3 separate regions of the Mus musculus genome follow, and all the other regions are linked to region 3. A link is a contact called in public ChIA-PET and HiChIP or PLAC-seq data. All regions are on one chromosome and are shown on one strand. The core of a region is the stretch at or near the end of the contact, and the rest is flanking DNA. Distances in the headings are between cores, read along the strand shown.

Evidence for each region. ChIA-PET counts read pairs in DNA pulled down with a chosen protein or histone mark. HiChIP or PLAC-seq counts read pairs in DNA pulled down with a chosen protein or histone mark.
Region 1: an H3K27ac HiChIP or PLAC-seq map of microglia shows a contact between it and region 3, with 4 times the contacts expected there. The contact joins the enhancer-like site here to the promoter of Itgam in region 3. A contact is called at or near these places in 4 of 39 promoter capture datasets (the C10 cell line, pre-B cells and stem cell-derived epiblast-like cells), 1 of 115 datasets of contacts at active chromatin or transcription factors (microglia) and 2 of 9 other capture datasets (liver and pancreatic islet).
Region 2: an RNA polymerase II ChIA-PET map of memory CD8 T cells shows a contact between it and region 3, with 17 read pairs. The contact joins the promoter of Bag3 here to the promoter of Itgam in region 3. A contact is called at or near these places in 4 of 115 datasets of contacts at active chromatin or transcription factors (bone marrow-derived macrophages, effector CD8 T cells, memory CD8 T cells and 1 more) and 1 of 9 other capture datasets (macrophages).

What each region holds. Positions count from the first base shown.
Region 1 is chr7:128,331,762-128,335,055 of GRCm38.p6, reverse strand. No RefSeq gene overlaps it. Among named protein-coding and RNA genes, the nearest start is that of Gm32707, 18 kb to the left of the region's middle. Within about 2 kb of position 1,970, at least 66 of the 459 cell types and tissues checked have an H3K27ac peak or open chromatin away from gene starts, as enhancers often do. A contact at or near this core is called in microglia, where this site is marked.
Region 2 is chr7:128,521,966-128,525,109 of GRCm38.p6, reverse strand. Bag3 (BCL2-associated athanogene 3) reads right to left here and starts at 1,527. Exons shown (of 4, transcript NM_013863.5): 1 at 1,066-1,527. The coding sequence starts at 1,251.
Region 3 is chr7:128,060,657-128,063,895 of GRCm38.p6, reverse strand. It overlaps Itgam (integrin alpha M), which reads right to left and starts at 1,256. Exons shown (of 30, transcript NM_001082960.1): 1 at 1,126-1,256. The coding sequence starts at 1,153. It also overlaps the pseudogene Gm22809.

The sequences.
Region 1 (3,294 bases), core at 721-3,220, 270 kb before region 3:
GTTCTCTGAGAAGAGTAACAAGATTGCCAGACCCCAGGCCCAACTAGCCAGAAGAAAGAGAAGGCCCAAATTAACAAGAGTCAGAAATGAACAGGGAAACATTACAAAAGAAACCAAATAAATTCTACTTCATTAAACTAAAAAACAAAACAAAAACAAACAAACAAAACAAACAAACAACCTAAAGGAAATGGATAAAGTTCTAGGTTCAGTCAAACCACCAAAATTTAACCAAGAAGGCAACAACTTAAACAGACCCATAACAAACAAGAAGATTGAACTAGTAATTAAAAGCCTTCTAGCTTAAAAAAAAATTCCAGTACCAGATTAGAAGAATTCTAACAGACACTCAAAGAAGCTCTACAGTCAGCACTTAAACTATTCAAACAGAAGCAGCATCCCAAACACCTTCTATGAAGCCAAAATCCCGACCAGGTTAATACACAACAACAACAACAACAACAACAACAACAACAACAACAACAACAGAAATCTACAGGCCAATATCCCTGATGAATACAGACCCAAAAATACTCAATAAAATCCTTGCAAACAGAAGACAGATATACATCAAAAAGATTATGCATCATGGTCAAAGTTGGCTTTATCCCTGTAACGCAGGGATAGGTTAACATACACAAGTCAATAAATGTAATAAATCATGTAAATAGAATTAAAGGGAAAATCATATGATTATCTCAGTCGAGACAGAAAAAGCCCTTGACAAGAGAAAATCCTTTATGATGAAAGTCCTAGAAGAATATAGGGCTGGAGGAACGTGCCTCAACACAATAAAAGCCAAATATGAGAAACCCACAGACAACATCCTAAATAGAGAAAAGATTAGCGCAACCCCATTGAAATCAGGAATGAGACAAGAATTACAGTGCCAGGGAAATGTTATTGATCCCCCAAAACATAGACAGGAGTCAATCTGATGCAACTTATATCAGGGTCTTTATTTTATTTGAGCTAGCTCTCTCCCAAACACCCCCCCCCCCAATGCACTGCAGTCACACAGGATGGTTTTGGTGGTGGGAGAACCCCGAATGTCTGTGGGGCAAGGCTTTACAGTAAGCAACAGGCAAGGAGTACATGTGCAAGCGTCTAATTGGAGAACGACCGTGGTGCTGGGAGTCATATCATAAACTTAATTTCTGCTCCCCTCTGCATTGGTGGTTGTTAAGCAAGGGGTGGGCTTGTAACCTGGGGGTACTGACCTGTTGGGGGAACAACCTGGAAATGCTGATCTTGTTGGGGATTAGCCTAGAGACTAGAGCTAGGCTCAGGTTTTTTTTTTTGGGGGGGGGGGCGGGGGTGACTTGGAAACTAACGCTAGGTACCAGCCTGTTGGTTTACCTGAGTTCAGACTTAGGACAGGTTCTCTAAAATGAAGTCTGAACTTAAAAGATTTGGCTTCTCAGAATGTCCACTATCCCCACTCCTTCTCAACATTGTACTCTGAGTACCAGAAGGAGAAATGAGCTAAGAGAAGGAAATTAAAGGGTTACAGACTGAGAAAGAAGAAGCCAGGCCATCCCTACTTACAGAGAACGCAATACACATTAGAGATCCCCAAAATTCTACCAGAAAACTTATAGAAATGGTAAAAAAAAAGGATGGCTGGATCTGGATGTGGCTAATCGCTGGCTGGCCTGTAATATTGAATGCCCCATGGGCTTCCTGGAAGTCTGGGGTCAGAGTTTAAAATGTCCTGGAGGATTCTGAGATCACTTCATAGGAAAATATGAGGGTCTTGACATTTTGCAACCATTTGCTTAAGGAGAAAAATTTGTAAAGCAATTTGGGAAGTCATTCCTCTCCTGCCTGCTTGCCTGACTGGTTTTTAAAAGTGGTTGTTTCTGAAGAAATGGGGAAGTAAGCAGAGCAAAGAGCCTGGAATCTGAGCTCAGAGTCACTGAAGCCTGAAGCCTCTGCACATGACCAGTGCCTCTACAGGACCAAAGCAGCAAGTGCCTGGCAGGCCTGGCAGGAAAGAGGAAGAGGCCATGTGAGCGCCACCAGTGAGCCACAGGACCCTAGTGTGCACAGTTCTGAGAGCACACTTTAGCCTGCACCCCTCCAAGGACCCTGTGCTCTCTGATGTCCCACACCTCCCCCAAGGGCATCCTTGAGGTTGGAGGATGGTGGGTCAGGAGCAGGCATGAGGTCTGGTAGTATCACTGTCAAGGTCAGGCTGGCTCCCCTGTGGGACAAGATATCTGCCTCCCACCTCTGAGCTCGGATGGTCTGGTCTCTCTGGGTCAAGACTATTGTGAGCTTGTTTCTGTCCTCACAGTGATTTGACACAAATACTGAGGTTAGCCCCAATTCTGGTATCTATCCTCACATGAATTGCAGAGGACTGGTTACTATGGTCTGGGAGGTTTGGAAATACCTGGTATCATGGGATGACTAGTAGCCAGAGCAATCCTGAAAACAAAGACAAGCCACCGAGACCGGAGCAGCAGCTCTACAATTGGGAAGAAGGACGTAAGGCAGTGGTTCTCAGCCTATGGGTTGAGACCCCTGGGGGTGGGGTGGGGTGTGTGTGTCAAATGACCCTTTCACAGAGGTCACCTAAGACCACCAGAAAACACAGATATTTACATGAGGATTCATAACATAAGCAAAATTACAGTTATGAAGTAGCAACAAAGATTATTTTCTGGTTTGGGGTTACCACAGCATGAGGAACTGTATTAAAGGGTTGCAGCATTAGGGAGGTTGAGAACCATTGCTTGAGGCAAGGGTGGGCCAGAGGAGAAACCCCTGCAGATGGTTTCCTATGGGGGTGATATTTCACCAAAGTCCTGCTGTGTCACAGAAGGAGTTCAGGTAGAAGGCACAGTTGTCTGAGGGCTGTCTCACCCTGTCCTCCAGGTCTTCTCTCTGTCATGACAAGATCTTGTTCATAAAGGGAACCCTCTCCCTTCCCAGGGAAGACTCTGGATTTCCCAGTGGAAAGTGGGTAAAGGAACAGCTTACAGTAAGATGTACATGGTATTGCAACCCAGGGCTGCAATGCTGCCATCTAGATTGAGGGAGGCTCCAGGGCGGCATTAGCAAGTTCTCTTTGCTTAATGGATGGCATCTCTCCTTGCGGGGTGTGGTTCGTGCACTCATTTCTGGGCCGTCTTGCCAAATGAGATGATTATTTTCTGTGCCCATCCTTATTACAAAGCAGCTTTGCTGCTGTTACTTACGTGAGCTTCTTTGGATATGCTAACAATTTCCAGTAAGGGCCAAATCTCTCATCTCAAGAAACCAGTGGTGTGGGCTGGATATGACAGC
Region 2 (3,144 bases), core at 278-2,777, 460 kb before region 3:
TCTTTTTTTTCTTTTTTTTTATAAAAAAAGACAAGGTCTTATTTTGCAACACAGGCTAGTTTCATTCCAACTTAATTACTTAATAACTTTTGAGATAGACTCCGATTATATAGCCCTGGCTAGACTTGAACTCAAGATCCTCTCGCCACAGCTTCCTGGGTGCTGGGATGACAGGCCTGAACCAGGCTGGGCTTCATTCCAAATTTGTATTTTCAATTTTTCTTGCTTTTTAGATTGAAGTACACAAACCTGAATATCTATGCAAATGAAGCATACACCTAGTGTTCACCAGACTCCTCAGCTGTTTCTGGTAACAAAACTCCAGTATTTGAAAAGGACAACAAGGAATCACGCCATTAAAAATACATTCTTTCACTCCAGTGTGAGTCTTAAGGCAGTGGCTAAGTATGGTGATACAATGTCTGATCTTTAGTTTTGGAACTGTCAGAAAGAGTATCTTAAAAAAAAATAGTGGTAGTATCAGAATTTTCTCTAACTGAAAGCAGTTTCGACCAGTAATAATAAGTTTAATGGGGGAAAATAACTTATTTACTCGAGCCTCCTGAGTCACTCTATGCCTAAGATCCAGTAAACTCAAGATAAGCCTCAACTAAGTTCTGAATTTGAAAGTGAAATCCCCACAGGAGACTCCACTCAGCAGCCTTTCAATCCTGGCCGTGCGCCATCAGCACCGGAGGGAGCCCAGGGTCTCAGCACGGGACGCGCGGGACAGAGAGGCGGCGGCCGGGCCTGGCCTGGGCCTCAGCCGCTCATCAGGCCGGTCGCCCTTCCCTGGGACGCGGCGCACCGCAGCTCAGGCCACCACTGCCCTTCGCCCTTCGCAAGAGGCTGTGGAAAACCACCCGATGTCACCACGCGGGTCGCACCCCGCTGGCTACCGTCCAAGGCCACCCTGCCTGCGGCTCTCTGCGGCCCGACGCCCGTTCGAGGCGGATATGGTTAAGGACTCTCCTTGCGCAGCAGGGCGCGGGGTGGGGTGACTCGCATAGCCCTGGCTCGACCAGGCCCCTTCGCCGTCGAGGTGGGACGGCAAGCTCCACTCACCTTAGGGCCCTCGGGGGGCACACGCGGGTCGTTCCACGTCGTGGTGCGGCTGTTGTGGTCCACGAAGAAGGGCCAGCCGGTCTGCGGGTCGATTTTGATCTCCCAGCCCGGGGGCAGGGGGTCTCGGTCGCTGGCTCCGTTGCCGGACGCCATCTGCATCATGGGCGATTGGGTGGCGGCGCTCATGCTGGGTTAGGGTCCGCCCGGGGCGCAGAGCTAGGGCGCGGGTCACGAGGTCGTGGAGTGCGGGCACCTCTGTGTAGCCGATGTGTCCGGGAAGCCGGCGCCGGGCACCTTTATGAATTAAAGGACTGGGTGACGTGGCCGAAGAGGGGTGGAAGTGTCTGGAAATAGCCTCCTAGCTGCCAAAGGGGAAGGAGGAGATAAAGAGAAGGCAGCAACTGGCCGGCTAGAAACTTCTGGTCCCATCCAGAGAACTTGGCGGCCGCCGTGGGTTGGATGCGGAGCTCCGCCCTGAGTCATAGGCTATAATCGCGGCGGGGCGGGACCTTGGGAGGGATCGGAGGCGGGGATTTGTCACCCGCCCCTCCTTCTCCTAGACTACCCAGGCTGTCCCTCCCTATCCCTGTCCTGTGTGTGTCCTGGGGCCTGTGCGCCTCGCGCCAGGTTGACACGCACCGGTGTCCTTGTGCTCTCTGGCTGGTTTCTGTCTCCGGACTCCCCACCACTCTTTCGTGCCGCGTGGGGGTGTCCCGGGGTTAGCAGTCCAAGGGCCGACACCTGGGGCCCCACCTTTGTGTAAGGACTAAATCATCTTTAAACTCGGAAAGTCTAGTTCTTTCTCTCTCTTCACACTCAGTGACGCTGGCGTCCTGCAGTGACGTTTTTAGTAACTTTTTCTCAAGGGCCTTATGACTTCTGAGAAATTCTGGAATGCTGATCTGAGGTCACAACAAAAAGAAAGAGCTGTGGAAACTCACCTGCCTGCTTTGGAAAACTGAAGAAGCAAGGACTAAAGTGACAACTTTGTGCTCTTGGCCTTCTATATAGGCACTTTCGCACAGTGACTAGACTTCAGAAACACCTGGAACCAATACTGAGGCCAATTTCCTGACTCAGATTCAGAGAATGTCCTGGGACCTTCAAAGATACATCTCTGGCCTCTTCCCCTCCGATTTTTACTCTGTGGCAAATACTAGAGGACTCTGCCAGACATTTCCAACAAGCTGATTTTTTTTACTTCCAAAGACCTTCTTACTGACTTTGAAGTCTCAAAGCCTCAGTATAAGTATTAACATAGTTAGCCTTCAGGTACTGCCTGGTGCCACCAAACACACCTGTATAAGCCCAAATGTGGGAATATTGACTTATTATCATTTGATAGTCACATTGAAAGGTCTAGACACTTAGATTCACTCACTGGTCAGTGTCTGTCTTTTGCTTCTTTATACCTGAACCCACCCAGCACGTGGCTAAATCCAGAGTCCATCTTCAATAAAGGAATAAAGATTGATGTTTATTGAAGACTGAATACAAAGTGAATTTTTTCGCTTGTTTTTCAATACAAGGTATCTTTGTGTAGTTTTGGCTGTCCTAGAACTAGCTAATTATGTAGACCAGGCTGACCTTGAACTCACAGAGATCCATCTCTCTGCCTCCCAAGTGCTGGGATCAAGGGCATGTGTCACCACTGCTTGGCTGTGGATATTTTTTTAAAGATATGGTCTATCTATATAGTTCTGCCTCCCAAGTATTGAGATTAAAGGTGCACACTACCATCTACTACGCCTAGCAATGCCCTATTTAAAAAATATTTAAAAAAAATAAATAAAGATTTATTTTATATGTATGAGCCGGCTTGTGCAATGCCTTCCGAGGTCCAAAGAGGGTATTGCATGCCCTGAAACTGTAGTTATAGATGTTTATAGCTTCCTTGTGGGAACTGAACCTGGTCCTCTATAAGAGTAGCAAATGCTCTTAAGTCATCTCTCCCGCACCCCCACTTTGTCCTCAAATTGCCCCTTCGTTCCTACCATCCATTCCTATCTTGCTAAGTATTTCTTGACTCTGTGACTCTTCTCTTTCTTCCGTCCCAGCCATCTTACGCTTTCACCTGGA
Region 3 (3,239 bases), core at 7-2,506:
ATCTACCAAGTTTTCATCAAGGAATCTCAAACTGTAGCCCATTATCACAATTTTTGTGATACAGGTTTATCCAGGAGATGAATGAGACTCTTAAGGAGTGACATTTCACTTCACTGGGAGTAAAGCTAGCATCCTCTATCATTGATGGATGATAGATGTTTGTCTTTTAAGACAGGTAGCAAGAGTATTTAACCCACAGGCCAAATATGCTGACGCAGGCTCAAAGGCCTGCACAAATGCCTATGATGGGGTATGACCAGTCCCTTTCTAAGCCCACAATGGCCTCTTCCCCCACTGTCACAACCACAATGGTTTACACAACAAAGGGCTCAGTTAGAAATTTTCCTTCCTATGCAAGTTTCAAGTAGTTCCTTCCCTTCTTGACTCCCTCTCTACAAAAGTAGACATAAAAGGAAACAAAACAGTTTTTTTTTTTGATTATCAGTCATTCAACAAACATCCACACTAGGTTCTTGGTAATTAGAACGTAAGACTAAGGAGAAGTGGTATGTGTTGAAACACAGCCGGAAATGTATCCGCTGCGCTCCCTGGTGCAGCTCCTTCACCTCTCTGGATCCTGGTAGCCTGTCTGCCAAACAACCCTCACAGCATCGATGGATTTAGTCCTTCATCCATGCATCCCTAACTATTCCTCCTGCCTACCTCTGCTCTTTTTCTTTTGGAATCCTTTATCCTTCCCTAATGCCCTTTGCCTCTCCTCACCTAGCTCCTTCCTATTCCCTGACCTTTCTCTCCACTCACAGATCCAAAAGATCCCCCTCCCCTTTTGATACCCGCTACTGACTTCCACTAGCACTGCACACACCTGATGGATAGACCTGCATCCAGGTAAAACACCCACACACTCAATGATTCCCTTTTTTCAAAGAAATGCCAAGAGTTTGTCCAGCAAGGTGACTCAATTGGTAGAGGTGCTTGCCATTAAACACCGACCACCTGAGTTCAAGTCTCGGTATCCACATTCCCTAAAACCTTTGATCTCTCCCCACCTACTCCTTCCTATGACCTTCCTCTCCATTCATAGATCCAAGAGATCCCCTCCTTTCCAATCTGAGGACCCCCTTCTCCCCACCCTGAGGATCCCCCAAGACCCCGCCGACATACCTGTGACCAGAAGAGCTTTAAGAGTCATGACTTAAAGGAACAAGGCCCTGAAAGAAGTGTGAACTGTGGTATTTCAGGCACCACAGACACTTTGAGGAAGCCACCAAGGCCAGGAGGGAGGGGTAAAAACAGAGAAGTATGAGGAAAAAGCTATGAGAGACTCAAAGAAAGAGGGCGGAGGCTCTACAAGCACCCAGCCCTCTGTAGCCTTCCTCCGGGAGAAAACAGTCCCTGATGCCGTTTCCTGGCCCGAACCATCAGGGTTACACCCAAAGGTGCCATCTGACACCCGTCTACCTCTGGGATAGCTCAAATATTATGGAAAAAAAAAAAAAAAGCTAAGTAGTAGGCTCAGTGTTTCGGATCAGGCTGGTCTCCCAGGGGACCCACATCTTGCTCCCAGTACCCACATGGAGGCTCAGAAACTGTCTATAACTCCAGTCCCAGGGCATCTGGTGCTCCCTTCAGCACTCATGCACAGACAAACATGCAGGGAAAACACCCACATACATACGGCATAACAAATCTCTTCAAAAAGAAAAAACAGCCAAGAGTTGGTCCAGCTAGGTGACTCAGTTGGTAAAGGTGTTTGCCACTAAGCGCTGACCACCTGTGTCCAATCCCCAGTTTCCATACGGTTGAAGAAAAGAACCAGCTCCTCCCAGCTCTCCTCTGATCTCTCCATCCACGCCATGGTACATGCGCACACATACCCAAAGAGGAAAGAAACCATCGGCGTCTAGCCATAGTGTGGTGCTCTATATAATTCATGAAAGTATTTTGAAAACAGAACTTGATGTTATTATACACAGTGGAACTGAAGGATGTATTGGGAGATATTTAACCATTCCTGCCTTGCTGCATGTGGAGTCTACTCGAAGTTCTTGTTCTTAAAAAACAGTGGTTTCTCGTACTTACCTGGCAGGGGAGACACTATGATCAGGAAGGTAGTTTTCCCAAGCGAGGCACACCCATTGCACTTGGAATGTGCTGACCCGTGATTTTCCCAAATCTAGGATACTCGACTACGTGACTTATGGTATGGGGCACTGTGTACATTTCCCTTGGCTGAGAAAAAAAGTGGTTTCTTTACTCTCTGGGTTGTGTTTTGTTTTGTTTTGTTTTGTTTTTGTCTTGTTTACATCTACTTATTTATTTGGTGCGTGTGTGTGTGTGTGTGTGTGTGTGTGTGTGTGTGTGTGTGTGAATGCTTGTGGGTTTCAACTGTGTAAGTATGAAGGTCAGAGCACAGCTTGCTGGAGTCAGTTTTCTTCTTCCACCATGCAGGTCTCAGGGATCAAGGTCAGGTCCTCAGGCTTGGTGACAAAGCACCTTTACCTGCCACCTCGTGGACCTTGTTCTCTACATTATCAATGTGTTGTCCAAGCTGATCTTGAGCTCACTGACTCAGTCATCCTCCTGCCTCAACCTCCCCAGCCATAGACCTACAGGCATGCACCCAGGCCTGGCTTCCTTCTCTTCATCTTGACACATTTTCTATTGTTCCTAGTTATATTTTACAATAGTCGACGGAAGTAGATGTTTACCTGCTGGAAAATAGATAAATAAAATTCTATATACTTTGTTTCAAAGTTATTACATGCACACTCAGACACACACACATGTGGGGCAAGTGGAACCATGCCACCAGACAGAAGAACTGGTAAGACTGAGTTCAAATCCTTGAATCTCCAGAACCCATGTGAATTGTAGGAGTGGGCTCAACTCCCTGCCTAATTCTACCTGCTCTGGAACGCATAACCATGACACCCCACTGAGAGCCATGGTAGCCAGTCATACAGCATAAAAACCCTGGAGTTCTCCATGCTAATGAGGAATCTACATAGGCCCCAGTGTTCAGCCAATGAGCTTCCCTTCCTGGGCAGTCCTTCCCACAAGAGATATTTAATCCCTGTCTCACCCTGAGTAAGGTGCATGCATTCACATCTGCCATCTAATAAAGCAGTTGGAACAAGGACCACGTTTTCATTAAGGATGGGGGGTAGGGGTGTTAAAGAGCCATGCCTAGAGAAGGCGAGAGGACCTTCTCTCTCCCAGCCCCTCCGCACTCTCGTGGCACTCACTCAGAATCAAACTGGGCTCCCAGACTCTAG